Regions from separate parts of the Mus musculus genome. Here region 2 is linked to region 1. A link is a contact called in public HiChIP or PLAC-seq data. All regions are on one chromosome and are shown on one strand. Each heading gives the region's core, a stretch centred on a gene start, on an enhancer-like site or on the middle of the called end of the contact. The rest is flanking DNA. Distances are from core to core; before and after follow the strand shown.

Region 1 (4,274 bases), core at 93-2,592:
CCTCCCTGAAGTTCAGTGCGATTAGGACAGAATTGTTTTCCAGCTGGCCTCACGACCTGAGTTGGATCCCCGTAAGCCACATGGCAGAAGCGGAGAACTGGCCCCCGGATGTTGTCCTCTCACGTCCACATGACACCTTGCTCCACAATAAATACAAGCTAAAGGGTTAGAAAAAGGGTTTGGAAAGGCGGCTCAGCGGTTAAGGCCCCTTATTGCTCTTACAAAGGACTGGGGTTTGATTCTCAGCACCCACATGGTGGTTTACAACTCATTTACATAAAATTTTAAAAATTAACAGGTTAAAGAAAGGTCTACACCTTCATTTCATAGGTTAGGAAAGTAATGGAGCAGAATGTGGAGACATGTGAACCGGGCTTCATTTGGTGGCATTTTCTCTCGACGCCAAAAGTACAGTGGGACATTTAAGGTAAGGGCCAGGTCCTCAGCCCTGACCCATGACAAATTATCACTTTCCCAGCTCTAGTGCAATCTAATCGAATCAGATACTTGGGGCTGTACGGAGGCCCAGTACTTCATAAACTTTTTAAAGTCTCACCTGGCCGGGCAGTGGTGGCGCACGCCTTTAATCCCAGCACGTGGGAGGCAGAGGCAGGTGGATTTCTGAGTTCGAGGCCAGCCTGCTCTACAAAGTGAGTTCCAGGACAGCCAGGGCTATACAGAGAAACCCTGTCTCGAAAAACAAAAACAAAACAAACAAACAAAAGTCTCACCTGTAGCCAGAGGTGGCAATTTATGAGTCAGTAGGAATGGTGGTGTTTGCCTGTAATCTCAACACTCAGGAGGCAGAGGCAGGAGAATTGTCACAAGTTGAATGTCAGCTTGGTGTAGATAGAGGGTTCTGGAGCTGCATAGTGAGAGCCAGTGAAAAAGCGGGTACCTCTCCAAGTGCTAAATTTTTATTTATCATTCCTGACATTTTATAAGACACTAGTTGTTTCATTTTTTTGTAAGTATATCGACATATTGATACTAATGAAAAAGTACCATCAAGGTTGAGGTGAGAGGGTGGCACACTTCTGTAATTCCAGCAGGATCAGTAAGTAGTTCAAAGCTAGCCTAGGCTACTGTTTCGAGATCCTGTTTCGAAAGAGAAAACAAAATCACACTCCAAAAGTAAAGGCTTCGTAAAGAATTGCACTTGTTTGGAGAAAACCCCTTTCTCATCTCAAACTCCCGGAGGACGCTCACAAAGTTGGCTCCGCCCATAGACGTCAAAGGCCTGCGCAGCCCCAGCAGCTCGGTCGACCCGCCCCATTTGGGAGGGGTCGGTCCCGCCCCCCAGCCCCTCCCCTCCCCTAGGCCCCGCCCCGCCCCGGACCGCCACGCCCTCACCTCCCGCCGCGCCGGGCCGGTGTTGTCCAAGATGGAGGGCGGCCTGTCGGCGCCGCTGTCCGTCCGGTTGTTGCTGTTCATAGCGCTGCCAGCCGCGGGATGGCTGACCACCAACGCGCCCAGGCCGCCGTCCACAGCCCCGCAGGTAGGGCTGGGCGTCCGCAACAAGCCGCTCCTCTGCCTGGACCTCCGGGAGCCCGGGCGGGGTGACGCTGCCCCCTCCCGCAGGTGGACAGCCGAGAGTGCGGGGCTGGACCGGGTCTGGCCGCCGGGAGAGAAAGGGGGGGCTTTCCCGGATGCCGGGTGGGGTGGGTCCCCCGAAAGGGAACGCAAGGAAGGCGTGCAGGCGTCCTTGAAAGTGTGGTCAAGACTGCGGCCATCGAACTTGAGTTTCCTAGCGCCTCTCGAATCGGTTCGGATCCTGCCAGGTTTTGCTGTCGAAAATGCGTGATCGCTAGTGACTTCGGTCGTTTGTAATGGCTCCTTCCTGGGTTAGCGCCCGGTCCTGGGCCCTGAAGATGTTTGTGTTGCCCAATTAGCAATTTTCCAGGCCACCTGTGTCTGCTCGGCCGCGACCAGGAGGGAGTGCCTTTCTTGGTCTCGGGGCCACTCGGGCTAGCGACTGAGGGAGGCTGAAGGTCTATCGCTTCCCGGATGGGCTTTTTATTGGATGTGTGTTTGTGTGTGTGTGTGTGTGTGTGTGTGTGTGTGTGTGTGTGTGGTCGTGGGGGTGGGGTGGGTGGGAGGAGCAGTCCTTTCCTGCGTGATGGGTCGGAGATGAGTTTCTTCAACATCCCAGGGGAACGAGATTCAACCGCTCTAAGGTCACAAGTCTTTCAGATTCCTGGCTTACTGTGAGAACCCTGCCATTGCAAAATGCCAGCCCATGATTTACTCTTGTTGCCACATTGGCCTTCTTCAGTATAGTAGGAGAAAGTTTAGAGATTATAAAATTCGAGTTTTCCCCAAATGACAAGAAACTTATGTGGTAGGAACACACTAAAGACAGAAGTGACTGTCATGATAAATGTCACTTTTTATGTTTAAAACTTTACTTGTTGTGTATATGTGGTGTTGGATCGGGAACTTACACCAATGGAGGTCACAGGATAACCTTGTGGATTCAGTGTTTCCCATGGTCCTGTTTTGCAACAAGTGCTTTTATAACTCTTGAGCCATCTCCAGCTCTTTATTCTGCTTATAATGTTTTAGAATTATGCTAGAACTCTTCTTTTGAATACAGAAATCACAAAGCAGTAGCAACAACCTTGCAACTCTCAAGCACACTTGTATATGAAATTGTAGTTGAGCCGCAATTTCTTCTGGGTAAAATAGCAACTGTGCGGACAAGCACCCGGAAACCAAATAAATACTGGGTGATTGTAAAGTTATAGAGATATGGACTTATTTCCTCTCTTTTAGAATTTTGGAGATTCTTCATCATCTCTTCTGAATCCAAGAAATATTTGAACTTGCCCGCACAGTCAGTTTATTTTCAATATGTAAAGTGAGTATCTGTCCAACCTATACCTTTGTTTTGTAGAATGGCATCCAAATCAATGTAACTACCCTGAGCAAGAGTGGGGAAGAGTCTGAAGAACAGGTTTGTCTTCTTTTGATTATATTTTTACTATAATATTTAGCCAGAAAGTTTTACTGATTGTATTAGTCCATTTTCTGTTATTACATTGCAATGCCCAAGGCAGGCTACTACATATAAATACATGAAATCTATGCCAGGCTATATGAGGCTAGGCGTAGCACTTCATTCCTGTAATCCCAGCACTTTGGAGGCTGAGGCAGAAAGGGCTTACCTCAAATTAAAGTCAGCCTGTGCTTCTTAAGTAGCGAGACTGTCTTAAGAAACCCAAAACCAAGGACGGGAAGGATGGCTCAGTGGTTAAGAGCAGTGACTGCTCTTGTAGAAGATCCAGGTTGGATTCCCAACGTCCCCAAATGGCAGTTTATAACCATCTATAGCTGACCTAGACCAGCAGGTCATTCTCCAGTGACAGGCTGCTGAGGGGATGAGAAGATAAAGAAGATAGAAAAGTAGGGATCAGGGGGCTTGCATAAGCTATGTCTTATGTCAAGCAAGCTTACGATAGATATACAGTGTCTAGTGTGTAGTTTTATGGGAAAAATGGTACTGAGTCAGTAAAAGTCTGCTATACTGTGGGAATAAGTCAGCAGGAAGTGATTCAAGCAGTTCTACACAAGGGGGGAGGGTACTGGATATCTCAAGGGTGTCAGAGGATGGGGTTGGGACACACAACGTAGCCCCTTAGGGTGGGAAGTGTTGGGTTCTCAAAGATCAGAATCTGTAGCTGTCCCAAGGTCCTGGCTCCAGGCCATACTGACTCTGCCAAGCAGGCTCAAGGGTTAGAGACAGTTTAGAAGAATGTTTTTGCTATACATCAGGGCCTCAGGGAAAGCCTTAGATCAGCCTAGCCTTCAACATGTATCTTCACTTCCAGGGAAGCAGCACCCTGTTTTCCTCTTAGGCACTACACACACGGTGCACAGACACGCATGCAGGCAAAGCATCTATACAAATAAAATAAAAATATATAACTTATTAAAAAAACCAAATCAAACAAAACAAAAGCCCTAAATAAAACCAAAAGGGCTTTTGATGTTTTGCTTTTAGCTTAGTTATGGAGGCTCAAGGACATAGTGCTGGTGTTGGTTGTCTTTGGTCTTATGGCAAATGGTACCAGAGTGATAGGAGCTAACAGGAGGACAAATTTATTTTGCCAGATACCAGATAAGAGAGACTGGGATCCCACAGTGCCTTTGAAGACATTGTCCTAGGGATTAGACATCTACCACTAAGCTTTGTATCTTAGAGGGCTCCCTTCCCCCAAACATCACCACTTGGAGAGAGACCAAGCTTCCAACACATGGGTCTTTGAGGGGCA
Region 2 (4,134 bases), core at 29-2,528, 430 kb before region 1:
AGCATGGGAATGGCACCAGGAGGAACCAAGGTGCCTCTTCCAGCCCTGGTGCTTGTTTCTAAGCTTTAGGATCTCCATGTGTAGTTGGCTCACTTCTGTAGGTGCCTCGGCTCCACTGGTCATCAGCACTGCAGATACTCAGGCCCCCATACGGCCTCTGCAGGTGTCACTACCCTCCGTTATTGGTTTACCCAGAGTATTCATTCATCTGACCTAACCAAAACATGCATTTGCTTACTACAAAGATCAAACCTTGTGATGCCCCTTCTTTCCCCTTCTGATTTTCCATTAGAAGGAGGCTCACTAGGTCCCCAGGGAACAAGGATTCCCAAGTGGTTATGGGAGGGTTTTTGTCTGTGTTTTTCTGATTATTATTTGCTCTTTCTCAGGGGTAAGTCTGTGTGTTCAGCTCTTAAAGGGCCTCTTCTTCTTTGCATTGGGCTTACCAGGTACACCATTGAGCATCAATAAATGTGTGCTCTGAGTCCAGGCCACTAAATTACCAACGCCACTGCTCCTCCACAGCTGTTGTCCCTGCTACAGCCCCTACCATGGCCACTGCCATCTTTGCTGGCTTGGCAGGTTCCAAGTTAACTGATGTGTAGCTGAGATGTCCAAATAGGAGTTACTTCAGCAGGCCACCCATGTCTTTAGAGTCTAGAGTTGAGAGCCACCCATGTGACATTTCTACCTGTCCCATGGCAGGCTACTGACCCGTTAGCCTCTACCCCAAAATGGGCAGTGCTCCAATCTCCATGGGTGTTTGGCGACCCATTCCATCCTGGTCTCTGTGGACTTTTGTTGACCCACGCCACATAAGCCAAATGCATTCTCCTTCCAATTCCAACTATCAAAAGAGAGAGGGAGTGTTAAAAGGCCTTCATTTTCATTCTTCAAAGGAGCCTAGCACTCTGGGGGAATGGAGAAAACCATGTAATTTGCATTTGGCTGCACAGAGCAAAGTTCTCTTGAAATTCAAAGTGATCTCAACTTAATTTTTAGTTATTTATACTTCTAGATCTAAAATGAAGACCGAAAAGAAAAAGAAAGAAAAAACCCTCTGTTTACTTTACCAACCTTAAACTCAGAGACAGCCATGAAGTGTGGACACCCCGCCTCCCTTAATTGCCATACCTCCAAGAAGCTGACCTTAGCATGCCATCAATCACACGAGTGGCACATCAAAAGCGCCTCCTGCCAGCCCCGCCTACCGCTGTGAAGTCAGAGTGACACACGTTCATTTCCGTTGCTCGCAGCTGCAGGGCGGCCAGCCTACCCTGCAGTTGTATTTCATGTGTCTGAACTGTGTGGCCGCCCTGCATAATTCAGGAAATGAGTTTACTCTATCTGTGACACACATCGTGTTCACATCGTATTCATAGTGTCCTGCGCAGGGCTCTGCAGGAGTTGCTAGGGTGGCAGCCCTATGGCACTTGCCCTGTTGCTCACTCTGCCTCACCCTTGCTGCCTAGAGCTCCGCTCCAATTCCTCCTCACCCGTCAACTGAGAAAGTCTTCCTCTCTTTTGTGTGCTAGAAATTTCTGGGTCTAATCTTCTAACCTGGGAATAATAAAGTGCAGATTTTTTTTTTTTTTTGAAAAAACAGAACACTTGCTAAAGTGGCAGGGCCTCTTGTCAATCACTGTTCAGCTAACCGGAAGCTGAAAAATGATACCTATCTCCTGATGATGCCTGCCTCCACCCCAGGTAAAATTTGACCTCACTTACGTTCCTATGAAGCACATATCCATTTCTTGCACGTGACCTCTGTTGGAGCAGGTTAAAACAAGTCTAGATTGGCGAGTGGGAGGCCCTCTTTTCCCTGTGAAGTATTCATTCTCTCAAATGGAGACAGGGAAACGCAGAGTCTGTCCAGTATCAAAAACAGCTCCAGCCAGCAATGAGGTCTGATTCTTTTGCACTAGGTTGGCCCCTCCAAGGTCATAAAGCAAGGCCTCTGTCCTGGGCTGCAGCTGGGTTTACATACTGTTTCCAGATTGTTTATTCTGGCCCAGAGTCAAGGCAACAACGTATTTCCATTATACGCCTTTGACAGGCTAAGACGGGTGGTAGGGGAGGCTCCAAGTGGCAGGTTTGTGATTTCTTTTTTTTATTTACATTAAAGGAGCTTTTTAGAGTCCGAAGATTATGAACCAGTCTAAACATCATGTCCGTGCAACAGAGGTGGAGAGAGTTGAGGCGTTAGCGAAATGTCCAGATTTGGGTCAGAAAAGGCCTCCTCTCTTCGGTCTCAGCTGGAGTGAAGCAGGTCACGCCTGTTACCACACAGTCTGTCTCCTACACAAGCTAGGATCGTGGTGGACGATGTTTATTATCATGTTTGAACACGAATCCCCAAGATGGGTAGAGTGGTTCACTGAACGGACCATGTGTTGACACACAGCCACCTGCACATTTTGCAATGGCCCTACATTCAATGCAATAGCAGCATGGTGCTGAGCTGGGATGAGGTTTCCAAAGTCCTGTAGGGCTTGTCTGTGTTAGGCAGTACTTCCTGTGAAGGATCGGCTTTCTGAAGATGTCCCCAGTATTCCTGATGTGACATCTTCCACAAGGAATTTGACCATCAAGGCTGACCAAAAAGACACCATGGATACCCACAGCAGATGCCTTGGTGCGTGGAGCAAATGGGTGTGATCTGAATGACTGTTTTACTCCTTCTATTTTTGCATGTGTCTATGTGTATAATATGCATAAGCGTGGGTGTGTGTACAGTGTGCACACATGTGGAAAGAGTCAGAAGCTAACATCAGATGTCTTTCTTAGACCCTCTGTACGTTATTTATTGAGTCAAGGTCTCTCGCTGAACCCAGAGCATAACACTTCAACTAATCAGGCTAACCATGTGCCCTGTGTCTCAGCCTCCTGAGCAGTGGGATGAGAGGAACCTGTTCTGCCCCAGCTTCTTATGTGAGTGTCAGGAAATCTGAACTCTGGCCCTCACCCTTGTTCTGGAAATGCTTTCTTATGCCATCTCTAAATAAAACAAAAAAACAAAAAAACAAAAAACAAAAACAAAAAAAAACAAAAAACAAACAAACAAAGAAACAAAACAGACGGCGGGGAGGGGAGGAGACATGATAGAGTATTGAAGATTATAGCCAATCAAATCATTGCGCACCACTGACACAACAGAATCAAGTCACATAGATGTCACTGTGACCAGAGGTACTCAGAGTCCTTTAGTTCATTTAGTTACAATATGCCTAGCACATAGTTGTTAACTGTAAGGAGGCAGAGGCGCATATCTGTCTGCACAGATACTTAAGTGTGTGGCAACCTTACAGTAGTAATTCTAAAGCTTGACCAAGTTCGTGAAAGTGACCTGTCACCATTACATGGTTTCAACAGAAAGACAAAAAAAAAAAAAAAAAAAAAAAAAAAAAAAAAAAAGCAGATTTCCACTCCCTGTCCAGCCCAGCCATGCCTTCCCTATTACTCTACTTCAAGAAATCAGATTTCTAGACATGGAGGGAATTTCTCAAGCAGCAGCTTATGTAAAATCAACACCCAAAGTTGCCCTTTGGCTTAATCCAGTCTTACCGATGGATTTCAAATGCAGGTCTCAAATCAACAAACTCTTATGGAAGGTTGCGCTATTCCCGGCATGGAGATGGGCGCTGGGGGAGCTAACACGGAGACAGACAGTCCCTTTCATTCTGAAAACACTTTTGCTGGCTGCAAAGTTTTTCAGCAGATCCTTCTGGGCTCCCTGCAGCACTGCCTCCCCCCACCCAAGTTAGAACACTCAAGCCCTTCTTTTGGACCAATCCCCTTAATGCCAGAGTATACACTGGGCCAGGAGAAGTGGGTGGTTATAGATTTCCACTCAATTTGGAAATTAATAGCCTGTGATATAGCCAGAAAGCACTAGACTGGAATCAGAAAGCCTTCTTTCCAGTCTCAGGACTTCACATACTGGGCTTAACACCTTGAGCAATCTCGAGGGTCCTTGGTGCGAATTCCGAGGTCACCGAGCTATACAAGATGAATCTTTCTGCATAGTATTTATGAAAAGTCCACCAGTTCATGAGAGGAAGTGCTGGTCCAACCAAGAAGCAAACCAGAATGCCCTGCCTTCCCCTGCTCGTGGCCACTGGTTCTGAGGGAGGG

Evidence for each region. HiChIP or PLAC-seq counts read pairs in DNA pulled down with a chosen protein or histone mark.
Region 2: a contact with region 1 is called in an H3K4me3 HiChIP or PLAC-seq map of bone marrow-derived macrophages, with 6 times the contacts expected there. The contact joins the enhancer-like site here to the promoter of Ginm1 in region 1. A contact is called at or near these places in 3 of 39 promoter capture datasets (cranial neural crest, frontonasal cranial neural crest and maxillary cranial neural crest), 1 of 484 Hi-C or Micro-C datasets (regulatory T cells) and 4 of 115 datasets of contacts at active chromatin or transcription factors (bone marrow-derived macrophages, embryonic forebrain, embryonic hindbrain and 1 more).

Annotation. Positions count from the first base shown.
Region 1 is chr10:7,777,985-7,782,258 of GRCm38.p6, reverse strand. Ginm1 (glycoprotein integral membrane 1) reads left to right here and starts at 1,342. Exons shown (of 8, transcript NM_001346750.1): 1 at 1,342-1,498; 2 at 2,897-2,956. The coding sequence starts at 1,385.
Region 2 is chr10:8,211,310-8,215,443 of GRCm38.p6, reverse strand. All of the region lies in intron 7 of Ust (uronyl-2-sulfotransferase), which reads left to right. 4930573G07Rik (a long non-coding RNA gene) reads right to left here. Exons shown (of 3, transcript XR_003948827.1): 1 at 1,729-4,134. Among named protein-coding and RNA genes, the nearest start is that of 4930573G07Rik, 3.9 kb to the right of the region's middle. Within about 2 kb of position 1,278, at least 139 of the 459 cell types and tissues checked have an H3K27ac peak or open chromatin away from gene starts, as enhancers often do. A contact at or near this core is called in bone marrow-derived macrophages, pro-B cells and regulatory T cells, where this site is marked.